Regions from separate parts of the Gossypium arboreum genome. Here region 2 is linked to region 1. A link is a contact called in public Hi-C data. All regions are on one chromosome and are shown on one strand. Each heading gives the region's core, a stretch centred on a gene start, on an enhancer-like site or on the middle of the called end of the contact. The rest is flanking DNA. Distances are from core to core; before and after follow the strand shown. Region 1 holds the start of LOC108482787. Region 2 holds the start of LOC108481691 (zinc finger protein ZAT9-like).

Region 1 (5,568 bases), core at 811-3,310:
AAAAGGGAGTTTGGACAGATAGGAAATTGGGACATCATTGTTTTTATTTATGCTCACTTCTTCGAATCAGCTTCACATGAAAGTGGTCAGACCAAAAAGTTGAATAACTAGAAGAAGAAGAAGAAGAAGAAGAAGAAGAAGAAGAAGAAGAAGAAGAAGGGAGGACGTCGTCTATGGATTCAGCTTCATTGTCACTTCACAGCCCCAATGAAAAAGGGGAAAAAATAAAAAGGGTTTGTTGGTTTGTCATAAATGGGCAGACAGACACAGTGGCTGAGAGACTTTATGAGTTTGTGTGTACTTCGGAGATATTTTACAGAGCAAGCATGTAAAATATATATGTACAGCTAATGACTTAAATGAATGGCTTGGCCAATCTGTCCTCTCCTATACTCTACTTCAACCTCAATGTTAAAACATTTACCATGCTTTTTTATTTTCTTCACGGAAGGTCGTGTTTGACATTTTTATAATATATAAAATGACCCATTTTGCAGGCAATTCTCATCTTGTCTTTTTCTTCTAAAAACTAATCATGGGAGGGCCTCGCAATTAAAGGCCTTGAATGAATCCATAAAAGTTTGCAGCTTTAGGTGCCATGAATTTTCTTTGGTCTAAAAGACAAAACAAATTAAGTGCATTGAATTCTCCTTAAGAGATTCAACAAAGTGAAAGGAAATGGACGTGCTACTCCCCCACTCACCCTTTCGTGGTCACCAAACAAACCCTAGCGTCCACATAAATAATAGTCACCCTAAACTCCCCCATGCTTATCCAAACAAGGCTCATGTAATTTGTTATATTAGAGTGACTTCCTGGGACATTTTTAATTAGGTGATATCCAACATTTTTCATGCAGGCAACCTGTTTCTAATTTTCCAAATCTAACACTAGGACAAACGGGGGAAGGAACAGAAAAAAGCTTAAAAACTTGTGCCACCGATCCAATTTGATAAAAAAAAGTTGTACATTATTTTATTAACAATTTACAGGGAAAAAGTGAAACTGAAAACCATACTGTCAACAAAATGCATCCATAACCTCAAAAGAAAACACACCTTATAAACATTTTGCTACTATCAACACACCAAAAAAGTTGGTTTTCTTTACTCTTTCTTTTGGGGGTGGAAGAGAGGTTCTTTTTTCTCAACACATGACATCCTTGAGAAGCTTGTACCTGCGTGTGGTAGGCCTGGGAGAAGGAGTGCCGCTGCTCTTTCCTTTGTGATCACCACCACTACTCTCGTCTCGATCGTGTTGCTTGATCTTGTCACCCGAATACTCGGATCGGTTTACGATTATTCCACTTCCGTTTCCACCTGATGATTTCTTTGAAGAGCTTCCATGCCTTGAGTTTCTTTCTTCGCTTTGGCACCAATCACACAGTCCAATTGGCTCTGCCAACTCGCTGTAATAGTTGCTGCAATACCTGCAAGGATAAACAAGTCGTTTCGAGCCATAAAATAAGAGAAACTTAAAAGATTTTTCTTTGTTTTTTTATATAAAAAAATTGGGTATTAAAAAACATGAAATATGGTTTATCTATAATAAGATGATGATAGCTTAGGATGTTGAGTTGGGGTTTTACGAAACCATGTTGGTTGGTGGTGCTTGGGGGAGATGTGGTGGGCATCCAGTTATCTACTTGGTAAGATAATTCAGTTAGGGGTAGCTTTCAAGCCCAGTGATGATGATGATGATGAAGATGATGGAAAGAGAGAATAATACATACGAGTGTTGAAAGCGGTGGTGGCACTTGTTACAGCGGAAGAGTTTGTCAGGAAAACCAACGTCGCCGCACATGCAGCAGACAGTTTGAAGATCCACCATTACTGAAGGAGGAGTTGAATTATATATGCTGAAAAACAAGAGAATAAGAAGAGGTAGAAGAAGATGGCTTGAAAAAGAAAGAAAAAAGAAAAGAGCGCGAGAAAGGGGCCGGAGGTGGGGTGATGAAGATAACTACAAGAGAGCCATACTATATATCTATATAAAGAAAGAGAATGGTTTCAGAATTCAGAGTCGGTGTATGAAATCCCATACATTAATTTTTTAACCATTTATGTACCAAAAAGAAATTGATTAATTTATATATCTTCATAGGTAGACCACAGGTTGCTTGCAGTCGTTTTCAGTTAGAGAAAGAGAGAGAGGGAGAGAAAGATGTGAACCTTAAAATTTATGTGCAAGAAAATGACATTTATGTCCTTTGAGGATTTCTTTTTACCTTTTTTTTTTTTTCATCTTTTGTCTTCTTTCCATTTATATTAATTAATTAATTAATTAATTTAACTTTTTCTGGTTCTTGTTCCTTTGCCATTTACTATTGGCAACTTATGAGCTCCTACGCTACCCCACGCTCCTCTCCTTCCCATTTATATTAAGAAACATGTTTGTCATCGCGCTATATACCTCAAAACTTCATTTCTTTATTTTTAAAACAAAACATTCATGATTATTTTTAAGTAAGATTAAAGAATTGCCCAAGTATCAAATACATAATTGATTTCTGTTGTAAACTTGGGTAATGTTTGATTCATATAAAAACTTACAAAAAAATGTTTTTATCCTTTTTATATTTGTTTTACGGAAAATGATTAATTAATCAACATAAAAAAAACCTTTTTTTTTCTAAAATATGACTTTTCTTTTGAATGAGCTTGAATCATTTTTTGAAAAGAATCTCTAATGAATAATTTGATTTTTTTAACCAAATCAAATATTATATTAAAAATAATTTTTTAATTTTATTTTTTAAAATATTTAAAAATAATATGAAATTGATTTCAACTATTGTAGCTGACATGGCACTGAAAGCGCTTTCAGCTGGGCGTGCTTTCAGTGCATTTTTTTGCCATGATACTGAAAAGCGCCCTGTAGAGAGTGTTTTCACTCTCCCGATTTCAACTGCTGCAAAGTTCCCACTCATCCGTTAAACATCCCGATATAATATTTTCTAAATCATTTTGCCACTCACCCCCTGTTGTATAAATGGATCATTTTCAACATCAGTGTCATAAGTCAATTTCAAGCATACTGAATTGCACGAAGAGGAAGTTCGCAAGACATTCGTAAGGCATAATTTCGAGCAAACACGTAATTACATCAAGTAAGGTTCGATTTTTGTTGTTCATATATAATTACAACTCTATTTTTCTGCATAATGTTTTTGTTTCCAACATGCGAAATAGGTTATTTCGTTGAAATGAGTGAACAAATTAATGTTTTTGTTTATTACGACAATGAAGTTCGTGACACCGACATTAGGGTTATTTTTTCATTGGAGAACACAACGCGATTGGCTTTCAACTCGAACATACAATTGCTAGAGCTCCGTGCATGAATTAGATGAAAAATCATCAAATCCACCTAAATGAGAGTATCGTTATTGAAATATCGATTCTGTGTTTCTGTTGACCCCATCAAATATAAGGATTTCAATATCAAAGGTGCAAAGGGGATGGAAGTGATGGTCCAAATGCATATTGCTAATAAATCACCAATACTCTAGTTATATGTGGAGTTTGCAAACACAGATGAAGGCGGTCAGAGGTCGACATATGTTCCAATTCGAGAGGCTAGAATGGAAGAGCAAGCTGAAAGTCTAATGACACAATTGTGTGTTGGGTTCACGACTTTGTTAGAAAGTTCCTATTATAATATCCTGGAATCATCAATGGGAAGACACTCATCGGTTTCAGCCTTAGATTTCAATCGTAATAAACAGAACATCTAGCAGTTAGGCTTTGGCGGTAACCCAAAATACTAGACCTAGCATGACACTTAGTTAGTGGATTTGATTTCAACTTTAGTCAATCGATATTTTGCATCGAGAAAACTTATAAAGGTATGGCATCAAGTTCCATCGATAGGCAATTCGTAGGTGATTTTGGTTGTTCCGACAACTATACAAGAAGGGATGATGAACTCGTTACAACCTCTACCAGTGAGAGGACATCCAATCTTAGACATGCTGGGGGGTTTAAGATTAAAAAGAACATTGAATCTGATGATGATCTAATCCGAGAGTTCGAGTTAGATGGTTCAGAAATTACATTATTTTTTAAACTAGAGTCGATTCTAACTAAACCAGAAGATGAAAGTTCAGACGGTGAAGGTCTAGACGAAGATGACAAAGAAGATCCGTGGTTTAAGGTAAATTCACCTCTGATTCACATAAATAATGTGGATCTCTCAACAGAATGTGGGTTAGAGTTTTTAAAATTCCTACACAAAAGACAGAGCCAAGCAAGTTCTTTACTAGATTCGAGTGATTTAGAAGCGGGGAATGAGTTTTCCTCTAAAAATGCTTTTGTCACAGCAGTGAAGCGATACGACATAAAGAATGAGGTACACTTCTATGTTGTTAAATCATGATCAGAGAAATTTAAGGCAAAATGTACAATGAGAAACAATAGATGTGCATGGAAAACCATGGCTTCTTTGAAGAAAAAGACGTGGTGCAAACCATAAAGAAATATATCGCTCCACATACGTGTGTTGCCACGGGTAATGCATTAAGTTTGTTTGATATTTGTGGTATTGAATTCCTAATTTTAATGTACTTGTGTTGTTACAGGTATTATATAGAATCATCCAAACTTGGATTTAGAGATGTTCACGAACATAATATTACCTATGGTGAAAGTGAGTCATAGAATTTCCATGTCGATTTTATTGAAAATGTAACCACCCCTTAACCCCGTCCCGTCGCTAGAATAGGATTACGGAGCATTACCAGTCTTTACAATACTTTTATGCATTAGACGGGGATAATTATGATACATAAATTAAAATTATGTCATTTTGTATCTTAAATGGGCCTATATTGATTACTATAAACATTTGAATCCAACTGGGGTTCGATCGGAAGCTTATAAAAATTTTCGTGAAAACTTAAAAATTCCCTTTTGTGAACAGTGTCACACGCCCGTGTGACCTGGGGGACACACCCATGTACCCTTCTTACACGTCCGTGTGGGAACACCGTGTTGTTTTTCTTTAGAATCTGTTAATTTTGCACGGCCGTGCGCGAGCCGTGTGTCTCACACGATCTGATCACATGTTCGTGTGACCTGGCCCGTGGACTTATGATGAGCTTTGTTTTGCAAGTTACTAACCCTGTAAAAACTTAAGCTTTAAGATAACATTTTTACCGACTCTCGACATGATTAAAACTCGATTAAACATATTTAATGCTAACCCAACTTGACAATAAAACATTCAACCAATGTACTCTCAGTGGTACCACAGTCTAGATTGACTTAAAATTTTTGTGTACAATCTTAAACAACTTACTTATATTAATCTTCAAGCATGCATATTTCATTTTATGACCTAACATCTTTAAACCATTCTTGAACATTTTTACTCTATTAACTTAATAGCCTAGGTACATGTCATTATCAACAATTAACATATTTTACCTTGTTGAGTTCGGGATCGGCTTAGGATGCTGATTCGACGATCTTTCTATAACCTAACCTTTTCACGGAAACAAACCGTACGCCGAGTATAAACTCAATGGTATTTCCATAAATAGAAGTACTGAATAGTGTAAGAAATTGA
Region 2 (5,568 bases), core at 964-3,463, 560 kb after region 1:
GGAATGCCTTAAAACGAACACTCCGTTGTGCTCGTTTTCTTCCCCCTCTGCAAAACTTTCCAGTTGAGACGAAACTTCCCCACCAGCAGGAAATAGCGTCCAAAGTGCAGCCATTTCTTTTTATGATTCCCTGAATATTATATATCAGTGCGGAGGTTATTAAGCGCGTAGTGCAATGTGCTAGATCGAACCTTATTTAAACCTGAATCAAACAATGACACACGGAAGCTTTGATAGACAATTTTAAGGGGCGTCCTCAACCAATTATCCCTTCATCAATTGGCTACTTTAACCTGGGTATGCAAGCTTTTGGATCTCATATCCATATCTTCCTTAACAAGCGGAAACCCAATAACATACGCAATCCCTTTACGATTTGTCTGAGCAACCATGGAAGTTGCTCCATATTTATCTGTAAAACTCAGCACTTGAACTGCCTAGCTACAAATAGTATGACCCACCAGATTACACTAGTATCTTGTTATTGTCAATCTAAAACTAGCCAAGAAGACATCCCACGACATACCACTGTCGCTTACATTATAAATCTTCATACTAAATATATGGTTCCATTCAGCATAAAGCAACAATGGTTAAAGCTCCTTTATCAACACCTCAATTATCAAGATTTAAACTATACTATTGTTAATATGTACCAAAAAATTAATAAATATATGATCATCTTTACTCATTTGCAAATATATTTATTTATTGCTTGAAATGGAGTCAGTGAAAGAAGTTGAATCAGCACTACCGTACTTCAACCTATACTTTTTCTACCAAACTAACTATACTTTCTTTTTTATTATTATTTTTCGCATTTGCAGTTGCTTTGTGAGATTATAAGTTTTTAACCCTAAATTACCAAGGTTGAATTTCAATTTTGGAGTCCACCTATAATAATATATATTTGGACCTTGTTTCATACCACTCCTGACTGTTGATTGGAATTATTAAAATGCCAATGATTATCAGATCAAGAATTGATCTTAGTAATATCACGAAATGGGAGATAGCAGTTGTGAGATGTTGATGGGTCAGCAGATGGTCGATCGATGAATGTGATGTGTCATATTGATACACTCAAGCCATGCAATGGAGCATGTACAAGGTTGAAGCTACTGCCTGTTAATACAACAAAAAGAAAAAAAAAAAGGAGGGGGGAGTCGGCCCTGTTGTGCGATCATTTCACCCCATCTTCCTGTTAGGCCAAAAACCCATACGACGAAGAGATAAAGGGGTGGCCGATCAAAAGAGTAGTTTAATGCTCACGGCACTCTCCTGTAATGTCTGTCATCTCCAGCGACATGTTCTACTGGTCTGGGTCACGCCAGCTCCAGTCCCTATATCCACTTTGAATTGGTCTAAACCAGAGTGCAGAGACACGATGTTAATGTGCCCCACAAAGATTTGAAACCAGTTCCTTTTGGGCTAATGTTACAGCGTCATTTCAAATATCTAATACAAAGTGAAATTAAAAATGTAAGACATTTACCAATATGAAATTGAACATTATTAAATAGTAACATTGGGGTTATACTTATATTTCTGGTGAGCCCCACAAAAGACATGGATAAATGGGTGTAATTTACAATTAATGTGTTAATTGATGTATGGACTAAGACCGGGTCTACCGAACCCTAACAAAACGGCATTTACTCTTCCTCCAATTTCCATAGAAAACTCCTTCCTCGATGGGATGGGAGGTTAGTTTCCCCCACCCTCCATTTCTAATTTCCATCCAGTTTCAACCAAAATTTTAATTAAAAGAAGATCCATAATTAAAGGAAAACAAAGTTGACATTATACTGAATATTCCTATTTTGGTAAAAACCAAAATCGGTTCTGCCGCCAAGCAACAGTGTCAGTTAACTGATGCTCCCCATTTTAATTGCTGTAAAAACTAAATTAAGTTGGTGTTGACACGTGGACAAAGGTGTTAGAAGATTTTAATTCCCACTTCTGTTTTACGTCACAGCTTAGTGATTTTAACCTATGCTCATTTTTGTTTGGTAGGGGAGACACTTTGTGGTTTTTCATATTATGCTTCGTGGTTACAACAAACCAAACCACTGGTTCTTTTAATTTTGCAAAATTAGAGCATTTTCTGCTATGACAAAAATCCAATTTGTTTTGGCGAGTGGTAAAAAAGGGCAATTTAGGAAGTTTAGATTAGGGAATAAATACAGAAACGGGCAAGTCTCGCATGTTACATGTCGCTCTTTCTTCCTTCATGCATACGCTTTTATTAAATCTTTATTTATTCATACTTTGCCGTTTTAAGAGACCCAAAAACTAATAACCCATTTTGTTATTTTTAATCTTAGTAAATATTTTTGAAATTTTTGTTGCATCTTTGTATGTATCTCTTGGTGGAGGAATGCTTGTCACCTACTCTTTTTTTAGTTTTTCAGTCCCTTTAAAATTTTCTCTCACAAGGGAAAGACACAGCCCAGAATTCACACACTTTCAGACATACACAGACCTCTAGAACTGTGTTTCCTCTGTTTATCCCACTTCTCCTTTTTTTCTGGGCAATGGAGAAACATAAGTGTAAGTTGTGTTTCAAAAGCTTTGCAAATGGAAGAGCTTTGGGTGGTCATATGAGGTCTCATATGTTGAATCTTCCAATTCCTCCCAAACTTGCAGAACAAGAACGATTGGGATTACCACGACCAACGAATCAACTCAGCCAAGAGTCAGAGTCAGAGTCGGCTTCGGCATCTTATTCGTCGTCTTCATCGGAAGAAGAAGAAGAAGGGGAGGAAAAAGGGCAGTTTTATGGGCTTCGAGAGAATCCAAAGAGAAGTGTTCGGTTGGTAGATCCTGAGTTTATTGATGCTGGCTCGGTTGTTCTTCAAGACAGGGAAAGTGAGACGGAGTCCTCTAAGAACCCAACTCGAAGACGATCTAAACAGACTCGGAGAATACTAGAAAATCATCAGCAACAAAGACAGGAACAACAAGAAGAAAGAAAGAAGCTTAAAGTTAACAACAGCAGCAGCAACAACAACAACAACCAAGTGAGCAAGACCGAGCCTTGGGCTGAGCCTGAACCGGTGAGTTCGATCTCCGACGCAACAACTGAAGAAGATGTCGCTTTCTGTCTTATGATGCTTTCAAGGGACCAATGGAAAAGCAAAGTACTCCATCTGGATGATGAAGAAGGCACAGAAATAGAAAAGTCCACGGAACAAAGTTATGAATTACAAGAGTACTTCAAATTAAGCAAGGTGAATAGAGCGACCCGAGGTAAGTACAAGTGTGAAACGTGTAACAAGGTTTTTAAATCGTACCAAGCACTGGGTGGGCACAGAGCGAGTCACAAAAAGATGAAAGCTTACTCACCACCGGCAACTCATAATACAGAGTTGGAGCCGGAAAATGTGGGTACTGGACCTAGTTCAATGACCGACAAGAAAATCCACGAATGCCCTGTTTGTTTTAGAGTCTTCTCGTCTGGACAAGCTCTTGGTGGACATAAAAGATCTCATGTGGTAGCGACAACTGAAACCCCTGTTAGAAGTTCCAAAAAGTTGGGAGATAGTTTCATAGATCTTAATCTCCCTGCTCCAATGGATGACGATGATGCTAGCCAAATTGAACTTTCCGCCGTCTCCGATGCTGAATTTGTCAACCATATCAAGTGAGGAACGGTGAACCATTTTTTGTTCGTGGTTTACAACAATGTTCGATCCAGATTCAAAGGTAAAACCAACCAACTTTGGTTGCGTCCAGCTATTTTTGGCATCTAAGATTTTTCCTCTATAGTAAAACATCGGCTTGTAAGGCCTTTTTCTTTTTATTCATAGGCTGTTTCTACTCTATTCTAACTGTAATTCTTTTCTCTGAATTGTCTTTTACAGTTCTGTTCTGTTTGTAAAAAACCTGATCATTAATTTCACTGTTGGATTAGATCTTCTGGGTTTCTTTGACATTTTAATCCAGAGTAGCACTAACAAGCATTCTTGTTAATGGGTTGTTAATCAAAGCTTCCTACTTTTCTAAACCCAGTTTTGTTTTCCTTTTTTCCTCAATGCAAGAAAATTCCTTCTCAAAAGAATGTTCTCAAGACACCAAGAAAATTGTTTTTTCACTTAAAAAAAAATGGTGGCTTCCATTTGGCGCTACTGAAAATTGTTACAAGTTCATCGAGTATTCTCTGCTTTCTGTTTTATGTTGCCTTATGTTTTTTTCACAGCACATTCCATTCTGATGCCTTGTATTTTTTCCCTCTGTTTGCTGTCTGAAACTGTTTCATGCTTTACCTACAAATCTGCTAAACCAGTACATTTGGTACAGAGATAATATTCAATTACTGTAATAGCCTTGAAGCTGAACTCGATTTACTATAAATACATTCCCATATTACAGAAAAAGAAAAAAGTAACATAAAAAAATAAAAGAAAAATGGGAAAGGAAAAGCAAAATCCCCTGTTCTTATTTACTGAGAGAATAACGTGTCTGGGTTAGCTTGGCTAAAGCAAAGTATCCTACTGACTCAAGATCAGTGTAAAAAAGATATAGGAACTTCAGTCACAATGATTAATTTTATAATAATATTTTAAAAAAATCCTTTTTTGAGATAGCTAGTATGGGTAGGTAGGCAATGAAGGGGTTGGGGGCATGCCTCCAAGCAATACAATTCCAAGGCAGTTAGAACGTAGAACTACTTCATTATTATTATTTCACGGGAGAAGAGAGTGCTTAAATGGCTTAAGTAGATGCTCATTGCCCACATTAGAAATTAGTGAGATTGAAGGGAGTAGGACCGGCGTGACAATGTGCTGTCTTTCGAGCAGTGGTTACTTTATAACAGATGGAGCTCAATCTGACAGATGAGATGAGTGTGCAATCTGGATTCTGATGAATCCACGCTTACAAACATGAAACAGCATAACTTGGCTTGTCTTATTATTATTATTATTGCTGCTGCTGTTATGATGATGGAGTATTATTAGTATACCAATTTTTGTGCCATTTTGAATATAAATCCTATATATATATATATATATATATATATATATATTTCAAACGAGAAGACAACATTTCAGTATAAAATTCCAATGACTTAGAATTGTTATACCACTATCCGGACCAGGTATGTGGCGTGCTTAAAGAGTTCCAAGTGAATATTTGAAGTCAGTTTCTCGCTCTCATTTGTCTACCATCGTACTTAGTTGATTTGACTTCACGAATTGATTACTCGTTGTAAGCTACCTGCTCACTAGTGTTACGGGACTAAAATTTTAGTCTCACAATCCGTGTAGCCTTAGGCGATTTCTTCGTTTCAAACACGCCTAAGTCACCTTAACTCCTAACAATTGAGGATTCTCGCCAAATTCTTCCAATGCACCAATTTATATAGCTGAGGTAACATAAAGCCAAAAAAAAGCTCAAAGAACAGAATAGTCACTGGAAACAATGCACGAGATGTGTTTGAGTAAATGCTCTCAAAGAATTCTATTACTCTCAAGAATTCAGGATATAATGGATGATTTAAAACTGAGAGGGAGGCTCTCTATTTATAGTTGAGCTCTCCCAAAATTGACGGTACAAATCGAATTA

What was found. Hi-C and Micro-C count contacts between places; a contact is called where the count stands out from the background.
Region 2: a contact with region 1 is called in a Hi-C map of leaf, with 4 times the contacts expected there. The contact joins the promoter of LOC108481691 here to the promoter of LOC108482787 in region 1. A contact is called at or near these places in 2 of 5 Hi-C or Micro-C datasets (both in leaf).

Annotation. Positions count from the first base shown.
Region 1 is chr7:67,770,280-67,775,847 of ASM2569848v2, forward strand. It overlaps LOC108482787, which reads right to left and starts at 2,061. Exons shown (of 2, transcript XM_017785898.2): 1 at 1,733-2,061; 2 at 949-1,429. The coding sequence starts at 1,830. The coding sequence ends at 1,147.
Region 2 is chr7:68,328,228-68,333,795 of ASM2569848v2, forward strand. LOC108481691 (zinc finger protein ZAT9-like) reads left to right here and starts at 2,214. Exons shown (of 1, transcript XM_017784791.2): 1 at 2,214-4,063. The coding sequence starts at 2,538. The coding sequence ends at 3,650.